Regions from separate parts of the Mus musculus genome. Here all the other regions are linked to region 1. A link is a contact called in public HiChIP or PLAC-seq data. All regions are on one chromosome and are shown on one strand. The core of a region is the stretch at or near the end of the contact, and the rest is flanking DNA. Distances in the headings are between cores, read along the strand shown.

What was found. HiChIP or PLAC-seq counts read pairs in DNA pulled down with a chosen protein or histone mark.
Region 2: a contact with region 1 is called in an H3K27ac HiChIP or PLAC-seq map of heart atrium, with 5 times the contacts expected there. The contact joins two enhancer-like sites. A contact is called at or near these places in 1 of 39 promoter capture datasets (hippocampal neurons), 1 of 15 datasets of contacts at CTCF or cohesin (pro-B cells), 3 of 484 Hi-C or Micro-C datasets (the C2C12 cell line, cerebral cortex and neural progenitor cells) and 2 of 115 datasets of contacts at active chromatin or transcription factors (fibro-adipogenic progenitors and heart atrium).
Region 3: an H3K27ac HiChIP or PLAC-seq map of heart atrium shows a contact between it and region 1, with 3 times the contacts expected there. The contact joins two enhancer-like sites. A contact is called at or near these places in 1 of 15 datasets of contacts at CTCF or cohesin (large pre-B cells), 1 of 484 Hi-C or Micro-C datasets (cranial neural crest) and 1 of 115 datasets of contacts at active chromatin or transcription factors (heart atrium).

Annotation. Positions count from the first base shown.
Region 1 is chr2:124,917,937-124,922,839 of GRCm38.p6, forward strand. No RefSeq gene overlaps it. Among named protein-coding and RNA genes, the nearest start is that of Gm39920, 130 kb to the left of the region's middle. Within about 2 kb of position 2,580, at least 37 of the 459 cell types and tissues checked have an H3K27ac peak or open chromatin away from gene starts, as enhancers often do. A contact at or near this core is called in heart atrium, where this site is marked.
Region 2 is chr2:124,519,436-124,524,338 of GRCm38.p6, forward strand. It overlaps a transcript of Sema6d not described here. Among named protein-coding and RNA genes, the nearest start is that of Sema6d, 130 kb to the right of the region's middle. Within about 2 kb of position 2,971, at least 13 of the 459 cell types and tissues checked have an H3K27ac peak or open chromatin away from gene starts, as enhancers often do. A contact at or near this core is called in heart atrium, where this site is marked.
Region 3 is chr2:124,551,907-124,556,809 of GRCm38.p6, forward strand. It overlaps a transcript of Sema6d not described here. Among named protein-coding and RNA genes, the nearest start is that of Sema6d, 99 kb to the right of the region's middle. Within about 2 kb of position 3,010, at least 19 of the 459 cell types and tissues checked have an H3K27ac peak or open chromatin away from gene starts, as enhancers often do. A contact at or near this core is called in heart atrium, where this site is marked.

The DNA of each region.
Region 1 (4,903 bases), core at 1,330-3,829:
CAGACTGATTTCCAGAAGACACGCCATATTCTTGTCTTACAACATAAGCAAGTCAATATTTCCCTCCTTACTCTCCTCCAATGCCATGGAGAAGTTTTTCTGGAATAGAATCAACTAAAAATTTACCTGTATTATATTTTTTATTTTTAAAGATTTTTTCTTTTAATATTCAAATATTATAATGGTCTGAATTTATTTTGGCTTATGATGTTTAAGGGAGAGTTGCATATTCTTCATTCTCCAAATTTCCAAAATTTCTGAGTAATTTCCTTGTTTTTAAAACTACATAAAATAGGGCTGAAGAGATGGCTCAGAGGTTAAGAGCACTGTCTGCTCTTCCAGAGGTCCTGAGTTCAGTTCCCAGCAACCACATGGTGGCTCACAACCATCTGTAATGGGATCCAATGCCCTCTTCTGGTGTGTCTGAAGACAGCGACAGTGTACTCACATATACAAAATGAATAAATTTTTTTAAAAACTACATAAAATATCTTCCTCCTCTGAAGATCCTAACATACAATTTTCAGGCTCTGGATAAGCAGTGAGTGAATTAGTTCCCTTCCTTGTCTTATTTTATTCTTTGGTGAGGAGTGAGAAAGAATTTCTCAGCGTCTCCAGTTCATTTCAAGAATACTCAAAGTAAGTTCTGTCAATAAGATTCTTGCATCAAGGATCAACTCTCACACAGGGAGAATTATCCAAAGCAGGACCCGTCAGAGGCCCAGATCACACTTACGCAGCTCTGTAGACACCTATGAGCATGGGAAGCAGGCACTTCTGTGTGTAGCTCCACTCCTCCCATATGATCTTCCGTGGTCCCTAAGGCTGCCCTAGACCAGCATCATAAACCAAAATAAATCCAGGCCATTATAATACTTGAATATTTTTTAAAATGTTTAAAATACAAGCAAGAATATAGGTAAATGTTTAGTTGATTCCATAACAGAAAACTCCATAGCAATGGAGAATAATTCGGAGGAAAAGAGAGATTTATTTATGTAGTAAGTGGCAAGGTTCATGGTGCTAGGGATTGAGAGTACACACTGCCCTTCGGCTTGACTTAATTTCTCCTCTCAACATCTTAGTTTTTCTTTGTTCCTTTATTTCTTTTCATCACGCCCTTCTGCCCTTCCACCACCCAGAAAATAGAGTGCCATTTGTGAGGATTTAGCTTTCCAGGAACAGCCTCTGGGGCTCAGAGGAAGGCCTAGACAGAAGAAAAACAAGACAAGCCTATGCCAGCAGGGTAGGGGCAGAAGGCCAGCGAACTCGGCCTCCTTAGGGCAAACATGGCGGCTGTTGATCTCACAGCTGCCAGCAGGGAAGAACATAGGTAAGAAAGCTGAATTCTGCCCAGTCAGTTTCCTGGGTTGTAGTTAGGACTTCTTAAAGCTCAAGTATGCCAGATCTTAACAATCAAGGGAGCTATTTAAAGCACAGCCTTCCTTAGTGATGTAACTACATTTGCAGTTCTTAAATAGGTGTGGGGTAGGAGAAAAGAAGAGTGCTCTGAAATCAGTCTGACCCCATGGGGCAAGGTCTTAAGCTTTTGGCTGGAAGAAGCTAGTGAGATAGGATACAGAGGCTCAGCTACCTCCCAGGGGTGGAAACCCTGCCTTATCTTACCTGCAGGAGTGATGGGGACTTATTTTCTCAGGGAACAGGAAACAGAGAACCAGGCTGATTAGGGCTGCTCTCCAGTCTAGCATAAGAAGGTAGCCAAAGAGGGGAAGATAACGCCAGACAACCTTGTCCTGAACAAGCCCAAGGACCCTGAGGATAGGGTGGGTGGGGTCAGGGGGTAATCAGTGACTTCGTTATACACGATTCCTCATGCCCTCCCTAAGATGAACTTCATTTCTCAGCTTCAGTCTATGTGCTCCCTCAGAAGGTACTATTCTTCTCACTTGGAGGAAAAGGGAGATGCAATGAGGCCGGATGAAGAGTCCTGAGCAGCATTCTCCCCCTCCATCCTGTCTCATTCAGCAGCTCAGAGCATGCACTGTAACTGAGGGCACAGTTACCATGGCACCAGGATGACCCAGGAAAACAGGCAGGCTCCAGACAGTGGTCAGCTCTGGAATGTGTTTAGAAGGAACTCTGTTAGCCTCATCCAGATTTCTAAAATTATCTTTGTCCTCAGAGATAACAGAAGAAGACCCAATTAACATTTGAACTGAATTGACCCTTGGAATTTCTGAAATTAGTTTATCATCAATGTTTCAATAAACATTTTCTTATCTAAGACTCTAGTATCAAAAACATAAATGATCCAAAACTTCTGCACAGGGAGCCAAGATATCAAGGTTTAAAGAGCAGGATGTAAGCTCTGAGTGGCAAGAGAAAATAGTGGATGAAAACCAGAGACAGAAAGGGCAGCAAAGAATTAACTGCCCTTGGGTATTTAAACAAGGCTTGCACTGGGGAAAGCTTGAAGGCTTAGGAAGAGGCAGAAATGGAGCAGGGCTCAAGATAAGCTGGATCCAGCTGATTCCTGGGAAGAATGGAAGAAGCAGAGGAGGGCAGAGCAGAGGAAACCAGCTGGCAATGTAAGACTAGGGCAGGGAAGGCTCCCGGCCAAGAATCCAGCAGCTCTTTCCAGGCAACAAGGAACATATTCTCCAGCTGAAGTCAGAGATAAAGTCCAGCCTTCCCGGGAGGAGTTGTTAACAGTAACTCCAACTTAAGGAGACAAGGAAGGGGCATTTTAGAGAGTGGGATGGGCATGAGCAAGGAATTTGTCACAAGGTCATTGTGACCCTGAGTAGAAGAGCAGTGTCTCGGTCACCAAGAGAGGGGACATTTAATGAAGCAATGGACTATAAGGATGACCTTATCCAAGTGTGGTCCTTTGCTGCAGACACCTCATGGAATGAGAAGCCAGTATCAGGGTCATTCCAGTGCAAGCTAATTGGCACGTAGGAAGGAATTGTTCTCACTATGTCAGCAGCCTAACTGATGCTTAATGGAAGCTAAACACCGGCTTTACTATTATTACAAACATAAAGCATACGGTTTGCCTACAGGGAAAAATAGAAAATACCCTGACTTCACAGGTAAGCAGGCATGTGCACACAGGAACACAAGAGTTAACAGAGCTTTACCATGTTTGTACACATGTGAAACGGACTCCAAGTGGCAAATAAGCATCATTCGTCTTGGCTAAATAGCTTCATACACTGTTTCAGAAGCACTGTCAAGCATCCTGACTTGGAATGCTTCACAGGTAAGCACCCATATCCCAACATGTGGCTGGCATAGGTGGTGCTGGGATTCGTCTCCTTAGCCACAATGAATGCAATCTCTAGCATCATCTTGATTGAGTTCAGGCAGCACAAGTGATTCCTTCCCCTAATTTATGGCCAAGACTCTTTTCCTGTGCTTTGGCCAACACTGATCTTTCCAGCTTTTCATATGTTCGGGAACATAGCGGTATCTAGCTTTTCCTAGTCTCTGCTTTTGGTTGCCCCACCTAGAGTTTGAGACATAAACACCAATCTGGGTTAAACAGCAGAATCACCGGCTCTGTCCCAGACTTCTCCAATCAGCACCTGTAAGTAGCACAGAGTTGGGTTGTTATCAATCAAGTCATCAATCAGTCTTGGTGGCAAGCCCCTTTACCTGCTCATCTACACGTCCTTTTGTAATTATATGGAACCATAGCAACCACAGAGTAAATAGGACATACTTTATTGACTTTAGTTAGAAAGTCCTTTTGACCAATCATGCTTAGGTGTTGTATGAATCAAACAACCATAGAGAGACAAGAAAATCCCTTTGTAACATTGTTTTACAAATGAGGTGACAAGGGACTGGAAGCCTTCCTAATATCTAAGGTCAAACCAGTGAAGTTTAGACACAACTGACGATGATCAAATGAACATGGTGACATCCTTAAAGACAGATGGTGACTCCCGATTATTTTGGAAAAGAAACTAGAAAACGTGCTCATGCTTAGGAAAGAGGCTCCGCTGCCTCATCCAGCCGTATTATTTTAAGATGTTGACTGTCTTTCATGCTGCTCACTCCAGGCAGTACCCTGGGTTGATCACTCCTGGTGCTGACCTCCAGATGCTGGCAGCGACAGAACCAGAGCAGTATCTTAAATTATCCTTCGGTCAAGTATGAATGAGAGAAACGTGTAATTTTAGTCAGCGTTTGTAACTGTTTTGTCCCAAAATAACTATGCCTAAAAGCATCCTTTACTCAGGCTATATTTTAAAATAGAAAAGGTGAATCCAAATTTTTCTCAGTTATTTTTTATTTTTCAGATTTATACAAGCCATTTTCAAAGCAGGAATGCCTAGCCTAGTTCATTTCTTCTCACTTAAAATAACATCAGAGAAATGCTGGAGTATTAATTTAATAAAAATACAATAAATTTACCCAAGCACTGATATTTAGAAAACATAGACATAACAATTTTATTCTTTTACACTTACAATAAACAGTTAGATACTTAATTAAATTTTCTATTAAAATTAAAGTCATTAAATACATTACTACTTAATTCAAGACATAGTGATTTAACTATTGAAATAAAATTTAAAACTGATGGAAGAGAAAGAAGGGAAGAATAATTGCAGATATGGATATGTAAATATATATATATACATATATATACACACACATAAACATGTACACATGTTCATGTGCGCATGCCACACACACACACACAGACACAGACATAGACACACATTCTTATTTAAAAAACAGATATACTTGGAAAATAATTCCTAAGGAAACTTCTTGAAAAACTAAGATCCCAAATGAATGTCTTAGACACTCTCTGACAAACCCATATTTCCTAGAATAGAAAGTTATTAAAAACATTGAAGTATTCTGTTAAAGGAGATAACTATAATGATTTTCTTCACCAGATTTTAAAATTATTTATAATAAC
Region 2 (4,903 bases), core at 1,721-4,220, 400 kb before region 1:
ATGTTTGCCAGGATTGCTGGAGTCTTATTAAGATCACTGATGTTTGTAGAAGGTGAGTTTTTTTTTCTTAATTAATTTTATATATCACTTTCTTATTTAAATTTCTTTAATTTTTTTTCCTCTTTAGGGTGTTTTAAGTTTAGGATTTGTTTTGTTTCTCTTGTCCTGTTTCTTGAGACAGGGAAAGAGAGAATCAATTTCAGACATTTCATTTACTTGGTGAATGTTTGTTTCTGTGACATTTCTTTTTCTCACTGGATTCCCATCATATCCCACACAGTGTGGTGTGTTTGTTTTTAGTCAGTTCTGTGTCTTCATTTTTTTCCCTTGAGGACTTACAATTTGAGTGTGGATTATTTGGAGGTTTGTTGTTTAAGTTCCAATTACTTGGAGGTTTTTATCTTGTCTTTCCTTTATTGGCTTCTGGTTTCATCTCACTTTAGTCAGAGAAACCATCAATGATTTCAACTCCTCCATGTTTGTAGGGACTTAGGTTATGGTGAAGATACGGACTTTGTTGAGGTGGCTCCCAGCAACACAACTTCAAAAGTGCAGCATGTGATTCCAAGGTAGAGCGCTATAATCTCTTGGATCCTGCAGGTTGACTCTGCATCAGATTTTCCAGAACTTTGCTAGTGCTAGGTGTTCTAATAGTCACCAAGAAGAGGCACTGATGTCTTCAGCTGTAACCCTGCTTTGTTTCTCTCTTCAGCTCAGTTCTGAGCTCTGGGGCCAAACTTATCATTATAGCTTTCTGGTGACTAATCCCGTATTATTTCTAGAAAAGCCTCGTGGTACCCAGCTGGAGATTTCTGCAGCTCACTCTGAAGAATATGGTAGACAACAAGGAAATGAGGAAGCTTTCCAGCCCAGCTAGTGAGTCCTGAGTCCTGGTGTCCCCATGCTATCTGCCTTCTTTGTAGTCCCTGTCAGAACCCCTTTGGAAAAACACCTGGAGAATGGTACAACAAAGGGCAGGAGTGGGGCAATAACAAGGACATAGCATTGCTCAGGTCCCCAAGAAAAATGAAGGTACATTGACAGTCTAGCATTGGCCTCAGTGTTGATTTCCTGGTGTGTGGTCCCTGGCCCTAAAATGGCTAAATCTGAAGAAGGTCATGTCTCCTAGGCCTGAGGACTAGGGTGTAGGGAAGTGTCTTGAAATATTATAGTTTGCCTCTTAAAGAAATGCTCCTGATCTGGCTTTATAAAGTCTCTAAGACTTGAGTGGACCTAGAAGGGATAACCTCTCCCAAGCCAGAAAGAGTTTATAAGGTACCCAATTGCCATACCACACATGACATATAAATAATTATAATATTTTGCTACTTAGAAGCACCCAGTGACCAGAGCTTGTGACTGACAACTAACATCTGCAGCTTTGGAACTGAACCTGTAACTTCAGCGAGCTGTTGAATTGTAAACACATCTGGGATGAAGATCATCAGAGAACTGGATAACCCTCAGCAACATGACATCAAAATAGACAGTCAAAGTTGAGTGCCTAAGCTTAGGCACCAGTCAGCCATGCCAGCAGGGACAGTACAGGTATTAGACATGTTTTAGCTAAATTAGGGGTTGAGTGAAAGTTGGGAAGTCAATCTGGGTTGCCACTGTGAATAAGGATTGCATCTTGACCAAAGGTTAAAAGTTTAGACTAAGTGTGGTGTTCATGGGCCTATTGACCCACCTACTCAGTGGGCTAAGAAAACAAAAATCACAAATTTGAATCCTGCACATGCAACTGACTGAGACCCTATTTCAAGGTTTGAAATAAAGCTCAGTGAGAGCTCTTGCCTCGTGTGGACCAGGACCTAGTATCCTTCAGATTTTGCTTTGCTCTTCACACTAATGCACATGACAAATAGGTTTGACTAAATAGCCACTGAATGCTTAGGAGACACAGGGATGTTCTTGAACTGGGCTGTGGTGACAGTGAGAAAGTTTTAAATTTATTAAAGCATCACTAAATGATATTGGTAAAAATAAAACCACAGAAGGAAAAATTAAGACCATTACAATAAAAATTGACAACTCCATTGTGGTTTAAGGGACTTAAAACTTTAACTCTACCCTTAAAATATTCCTGTGATCACATATGGATCAAAATAAAACCATAAGGGTATAAGAACACCCCTCTCTGCCCCTGGTGGAATTCTAGCTCCTTCCAGCATGGATTATGGTCATCTCTTAAGCTTTCTCACTTCTAATTCCTCAGCAAGTTGACTCTGTTCCCCTTGGCTAGGACACTCTTGGTGCTCCCACCCAACACTCTGAACATAGCCATATGGCAGTTGTCACTGCTACTTCCTCTTCTGATTTCACATGGGCTGACATCAAGAACATCTCATGGTCAAAGCTGAGACTCTCTTTAACCTCAATGGTCAATAGAAGAGCCATTCTTTTACACCATCAGCCCCCCGCCAACCCTGTGGTCTTATGGTTTCACTCTGTCCCCGGGGCTGTAGAGGAGAATCTGGTGTTCTTGGATCTGTCCCACTCTGGCAGTATAGGTGCCAGCTGATGGTGCCTATAATATTTAAAAGACCTCCAACCCCCTCACCACCATGTTTTACAAGAACAAATCTCCTATGGATGTTTCTAGATGGTCTTTCCTTATTAAAAAGTTCCTGACTATTTTCTTCTCACCTCACCCAGATCCAGGCTGGGCTGTGATCTATATAGCCATCCTAATAGCTGATGACACAGAGCTCTTTAAATGGTGGTTGAGCACTGGTAAAAATTTAAGTAGAGATGCCAGTGAGTGAATGGGATACAAGCATGTGGGTCTCAGAGTTCATTTTTGGTTCTTAAAAAACTTAGCTTGTGTTCTAAAACACAACAACATGGTCTGACACACCCTTTCCAAGGCAAGTGGCTCACAGCCACCTGGCTGGAGTATGCCCTAGGCTGTGCACATACTCTTGTTGAATACTATAGTATTCCTTCCACTCTACACAGTGTCTGCCTCAAGAGCAGTTCTGACAGGCATGCAACTCTGACTATTCCAGCTTTCTGCTCCTCCTCACCACCCCCTTTGGTTGAGAATCACAGACAAGTGTTGGGCTGAGCCAACTACTGACCTGACAGCAGGCTCAAAGCCAGGATAATGTTTCCATGGTAAGTCACTTAGCAGATACAGGACTCAACATTTCCCCCAAGAGCATTGCATGGCAGGAGCCCTCCCTCGTGTTCGGGAACATAGGAGTATTTCACCCTGATCTCATCACCAGCATCTTACAGCTCTCCAATGGGAATGACTTTCACCCTGGGAATTAGAGAGCAGGCAGTGAGCCAATGTGATGCTGTAATAAGCCTTTGAGAATCGACACTTCCAGAAATTTTTTCTTTTTAGGCTCTTTCAAAGCAAGTGAATAAAAGCAGCAGTGACTTAATATAAACGGTCTCCTCTGTACCATTTTTTTAGGAGAGATTTATTTTATTTAATTAAAATGTAATTATATGATTTCTTCCCTCCCTCCAATTTCTCCCACATCTGACCACCCTCCAAAATATAAAAGAAGCCCCTGTCCATATACACGGAAATGAATCAACATATAAACACTACCAGTGAGTCTACTCAGTTTCTACAGCTGTAAGCACTCAATATTGGATGACCAATCAGGGACTTCATCCATGGATAAGGCTAATTAATCCTCTCTCTGTGCAGTTGTTAATTTCCTATAGCTCGTCATCTAGGAGAGTGACCACCGTGAGATTTCCCCATTTATGTTGGGATGTCAACTCTTATTGGAACTGTTCAGGTATTGTTTAGGCAGCTCTGTTGTTGGGATTTTGCAGGTATAGCTTCCTTCTCTACTGTAGCTAGAAGACACAATACAAAGCTTATTCCTTGGTCTTCTCACTCCTATGACCCTTCTGCTGCCTTTTCCTCAATGTTCCCATTGCTGAGAATATCACTTTTGGTAGACTCCATCAGTGACACCCACTTCAACCCAGAAATCAGCCAGTGCCTACAAAAGCCCCAGAGAATATACAAATCACAGGGCATCCTTACAATATCTAAAAAGTGTGCAGTGTTCAGCAAGTCCTATCAGGGATGCTATCTGAACAGAATGGCAGGGTTGCCAACACAAGCAGATTATCCACCAAGTATGTACTGGATAAGCATATTCGACAGAATATGAGTAGAGGTGGAAACAATACCTTAAATTTCATTGTATGGTTGTTTGTCCTGCCCAGTTCTTAGTTTCTTTTTTGCTAGAATAAGACAAAAAGAAAAGGAAAAAAAGATTAAGTTTCCCGAGGACAAAAGTATCACATTCGTTCGGGTATCTCTCTGGACACCTCCGAGAACTGTCTTTGTAGTGTTTGCTGAGCCTCTCAGACTTGTGCTACCGTGTTCTCTATGCTGTCATTGTGGGCTGTGTACTAAAGTAGGTAAGATGAGCCATGATGAGAAGCTGAGTTCTACTGCATAACAAGTACAGTTAAACAGAGTATGGCAGTACAGCATTCTGCTCATTGATTAAACCTAGCGATTTTAAAATGGTATCAGAAGACTCAAGTCCATTAATAAAACAGGCCCCTTTTTTACATCACAACAAACATGTATGAATCATTTATACTTTTTTTCTGTCAAATGATGTTTGACAATAATCAGATGATAATGAAATGTATAATTAATAATAAAAATGCCAACATCTGTTAGTTTGGTATTACAGACTGATTTTTTTTCAGTGTACTATTTCAGATGTGTCACCATTAACCTAATTTATATTAAAAATCTGCTAAATACAATCTGTTGTCATTAGTTGTTAATTTGAATTGGCACATGACACCACAGAGATGATTCCTGTCTACTCGTCTCCTGACTTATCACTCTGTTCTAACCCAAAAGCCCCCAAATATGTCTACAACCGGCTGTCTCATAAGTCTTGGC
Region 3 (4,903 bases), core at 1,760-4,259, 370 kb before region 1:
TTCTCACCTCTTTCTTTATAATGAGACGTCCAAATACATTGCTACAAGAACCTTCACACTAGACAATTCACCACAATACATGCATTTACTATGCTTCTTAAATACCAATTTCCTCTACAAACCTATACTTTAAATGATATGAGATAAATACACTATGTATGTTTTATGTACCAGTATATACCAAGTTTGAATAAAGCTCAAAAGACCCCATAAAGCCAGTTCCATTCCACCAAGATTGAAGCAATAGGCTTAGAGGAAAAGGTCAGCATTAGACTTATTGCTCACAGAACAAACTCATTATTTGAAATGATCAAAGTTAGTAACAAGAAATCAAGAATTTGTATTTGGGCATAGTGACTGGTTGAGATGAGACAACCCTGCACTATGTGATGTTCAGAGATAGAATTCAAGTTGATACTGCTACCAAATTCCAGAAGACCCTGTGGATCTAAATATTCAATTTATTTTAAAGGAATTTTAGTGACAACGAAGTTCCACATATAAGATGTTCGACAGTGTCTGCTATGGTGTAGGTGCCTAACAAATATCAGCTCCCTTAACTGTGTGAGTAGTAGGAGCCCCTAAAAATTACACTGAGCCACTTCTCACGAGTGGGGCTCACTGTGCAGGTCAGTCATATGAAGTAGTGGATGGGAAGTGACTAGAGCAGAGCAAGGGGTTTGACGTGGATGACTCCTGGAGCAACTCTTCGTCCTGCATCAACTCAGAGTCACTGGATCTGACTGACTTCACGTCCTGGTGCTGAACTGGTCTCAGATGGATCTCAGAAGTAACAGATTTAAGACTCTGCTGTGTTTCCTTTCTGTAGTAGTAATATGCTTAGGAGCTTTGATGGTATTTATTCACTAACAGACACCAGACCTGATGATATCCAGAAACTAAACCCTGAAGTTTAAGCTCTTAAATCATTAGGACCCAGAGAACAGGGCAGTCTGGAAACAAAATCAATCCAAAGACTTCAGCACTTTGTTGAATTCAGTTGAAAAACAACCACAGGAATTGCCAAGACATTACACGGGTCCGGAAGGGAGAAGACAAATTTTGAAAACGCCAATCTTATTCAGAAAAATCAGACACATGGTACAGTCCTTATCCTGATTTGACCCAGCTCTCTCGTTGTGCAATGAAAAGTGGTAGCCCATAGACACCCAGACTATTAAGAATCCCTCCCAAGGCACTGAAGCCTTTTGACTTGTGTGTCTGTTCTCTCCCTCTTTTGTTGCTGAATTATATTTCCTTATCTTGACTATCTATATTTTTCTTATGAATAAAAACGCAGAAATGAGTGTGGGAGCCAATCTGAAAATGAATGACCCTGGATATGGTAACAGAGCTTCAAAGTTAAGCGATTCTTACCCCTGACATTCTGTCACTGCACATAGCATCAAGTCCTTATGGTGATTCCTATTCACCTTCCATATTTATACACATGCATATAAAACTATGTCACTTGCTTCAAAGTAGTAAGGTGACAATGATGTGTTCAAACCTGCAGAGACAGCCTGACTTGTTGCTACTCTCAAGGAAGAGTCAGAAGGATCACAAGTTCAAAACTGACCTGAGCTATACCTAGTCCTCTGGGCTAGATGTGTGGCTTGGTGGTAGAGCATGTTCAAGGCCCTGGGTTCTATCCCCTAGAAACTCATACATATGCCTAGAGGGAAAATCTATTATACAGATTTATTTGAGAAGATTCTTTACCTAAATAACTACTGAGCTCTAGAGGGGTAATGCATGTGTTTATAGAATGTTTTGCAGGCTCCAACTATATGTCAGGAAACATTCAAGATAGCAATGCTTTTTCATAGGACGATTTTCTTTCCTAAAGACTTTCAAAGTTAGTTTTAAATATGTATATGTGCTTGTATCTGTGAGTGGGTATGTGCATTTGAGAATGGTTGCCATGCCTCCTTGGTCCTGCCTTCTGCCTCCCTACTATGCACCCTGTGAAATTCTTCCATCCTCCTCACTTGAGCCCCACTGGTCTGGAATGATTGTCTGCTCCCCAGGCCTGAACCAAGCAACCTGCTACTGAGCACCCAGGCTCGCTCTCTACAGCATCTTCTGAGTTGAACCCATCCATCAATTCTTTGTGATGTTTCTTATATATTTCCCTTAGTTGGGCATCCATCTGAAAGGTTGTGTAGGCTTCATGAGTGACCTCAGAGAGCATGGATGCTACACAACTCTGGCTGCAATTGTCATAAAGGGTTTTCTTTATTTCCCAGCTTTGACAGTGGTAAGGAGAGTAGGCAGCTATCAGCTGGTGTTACCTGGGAGCCCTTCTGTCTCATCTTTCAGAAACACTCTCCACATCCTAACAATGTCTTCCTTTGTCAGACGTACCTGATGCATGCTCCTGTTGACTGGGGGAGGCTTATTATTTCATGTGTCTCTGTAAGTGGAGATTGCTGCTCTGAGGAGGAAGGGGGAAATCGATTGTCTGTTCCCGCAGCTTTAGAGCTATCCTGGGCTCTTAGGGCCTCAGAGTTGCTGTGTTCCCACACTTTCTGCTCAGCTGGCCGCTTTGTTTCTTCCCTTTCCTCTCTTCAGTTGTGCGTCTGTTTTCTTTTCTGTTGTTCCTTTGAACTCCTTAGGAAGCCAAAACTGCAGTCAGACAGAAGAACAGGAAAAGCTGCCCATGAGCAGACTTGGGCTGGGAAATTCCTTTTGTCTCTTTTCCCTTAAGGACATATTTTTATTTTATGTGCACAAGTGGTTTGTGTCTGCATGCACGTGCACCATCTACCTGCCTTATCCTCGTGTCAGACAGAGGATGGCATTGGATCGCCTGGAGCTGGAGTAATAGGTGGTTGTAAGCTAAAGGTGGTTTTATTTCTCTGTAAGAGCAACAAGCTCTCTTAACCACTATCTCCATCTCTCTGGGCTCATGTTCCTTTAAAAAAAGAGACTTGCACACATTAACCTAGAAAAGCTGAACACTGGCTCAACAATACAGCCCAGTATATCCAGAGCCAAGCCAGAGTGCACAGTGACTCAATAATACAGTGTGTCCAGAACCAACCCAGAGTGCCAGATTTCTTTCTATCTGTAGACCCCACCCCTTGTCTCAATTCTTAGGCCACAAATATTGCTATCCTAAAAGGTGCTTTAGGGTATGAGTGCTTACCCATCCTGAATGTTCCCACAGCATTAGAGGTCACACATCCTGTATGTGTCTCTTGAAATGGTCAGCCAGCTGTTAGAGGAAATTTACAAGACACCTTTTCCTTAAATCTACAAAAATTGCTTTTGTCAACAAATTCCTGTTCAGACTTCCTGCTCCAGCAGTGTTTGCTTCCTTGCTGCTGTGAGAGGAAACAAAAAATAGAACGGCCTTCCTGCTTCAGGAAGTTGGGCCCAGACAAGTCTGTGTGCCATGATGAGGCCAGCATCCTATGAAAGCCTCTGGGAAGTAATCCATTGGGGTATTATATTTAGGAACAGCCTGACTGAGAGCATCCCTGTGGCATTGAAGGGATAACCTTGTGCTCAGTTGGCTTGTCCTTCATTTCTGTTTAAAAGAATCGGGAGGGATGCAGCGTACAAAATGCTTCTGAATGGAGCAAGTCCTCTAGGCTTGATGGCATCTCTTCAGAATGGGAACTGTGTAGGAAGTGCAGGGATATGCAATGGCAATATACGCATGCGCCACTCAGTGTGCAGAGAATGGTGCTGAATTAAACTCGGCTACTCCTTCCATGACTGGTATGAGAATTTCCCAAACCTCTTCTTTTTCTTCCATATTTCTTCACACTTGGTCTTAGCCAAAAGTCCAAGAAGTGATCCTCCATACTTTTTTCCATCCAGACTTTGTGCTCATCACACAAGCAGCAAGTGAAGCGTCTACATATTAATACACTTTCAGTGTTTGAAAGAAAATTGCTCTCCAAGTTTGTCACCATTCTCATATCTCTTCTATGGTTTTATGCCATCCTAAACAGACTACAACAGAGACAAGCTCAATCACCCTGAGGGACAGCCATCCTGGGAGCTAGCCTAAGCCACATGTGTGAGTTGTTCCCAGGAGATCCAGTCAGAAGCCTGATCTAAGTTGAGCCTTGGAATCCTCTTAACTCCTATATCTGACAAGGGGATAAAGAGGCAGCCAGAGGATTCCTGTCACGCCCAGGCTTCGTGTCTCTCCAGTTGAAGCACTTGGAATTATGGAACACAAAAACTACTGGTGTCAAGCCCTATTCAAATGCCAGAGCCACAGAATATGTGAGCATATGAAAATGCCACCAAACTGTAGGCTGGTCAGTTGTAAGGCATGGACAACTGAAACAAGGACTTGAATTTCTGAAACAGTAAATGATCACATGGAACAATTTTGCAAACGGTGTTCAATTACATGGTGGTGAAGCCTGTGTTGGGCTATATGTTCATATCCCTATAGCATTGCACAAAGAGGCCTCAGCCCACTTGGGTGACAGTAACAACGCTCCATACACTGGAGGGCTTATCAACAATGTTAATGTCTCAACAACAATGTCACAGATCTGGAACATGGAATTCCAGAATTCAGAGCTGGGTTGTTGGGGACTAGTGAAGGAGCAGCTCTTAGTTCACAGATGGCCATGCTCTTGGTATTTCTCAGAAGGTCTGAGGGGCTTCTCTGGGGACCTTTGATAGGATCACTAATCCCTTTCAGTGAGGGGTGTCCCTACCATAACTCAATGTCTTCTAAAGGCCCCATCTCCATATTCTACCCTGTGAGTATTACGATTCAACAAGTCAATTTGAGGGATGAAGACATGCAGCCTGTAGCATCCAGGAGGCTTCCTGGGAATGTTTTAGATGTTAATAACCTCTACCTTAAGGGAATTTCCAAAGTGCTAGGCTACACCTAGATTGGCTCCAAAATCAGCCACTTCTCTTC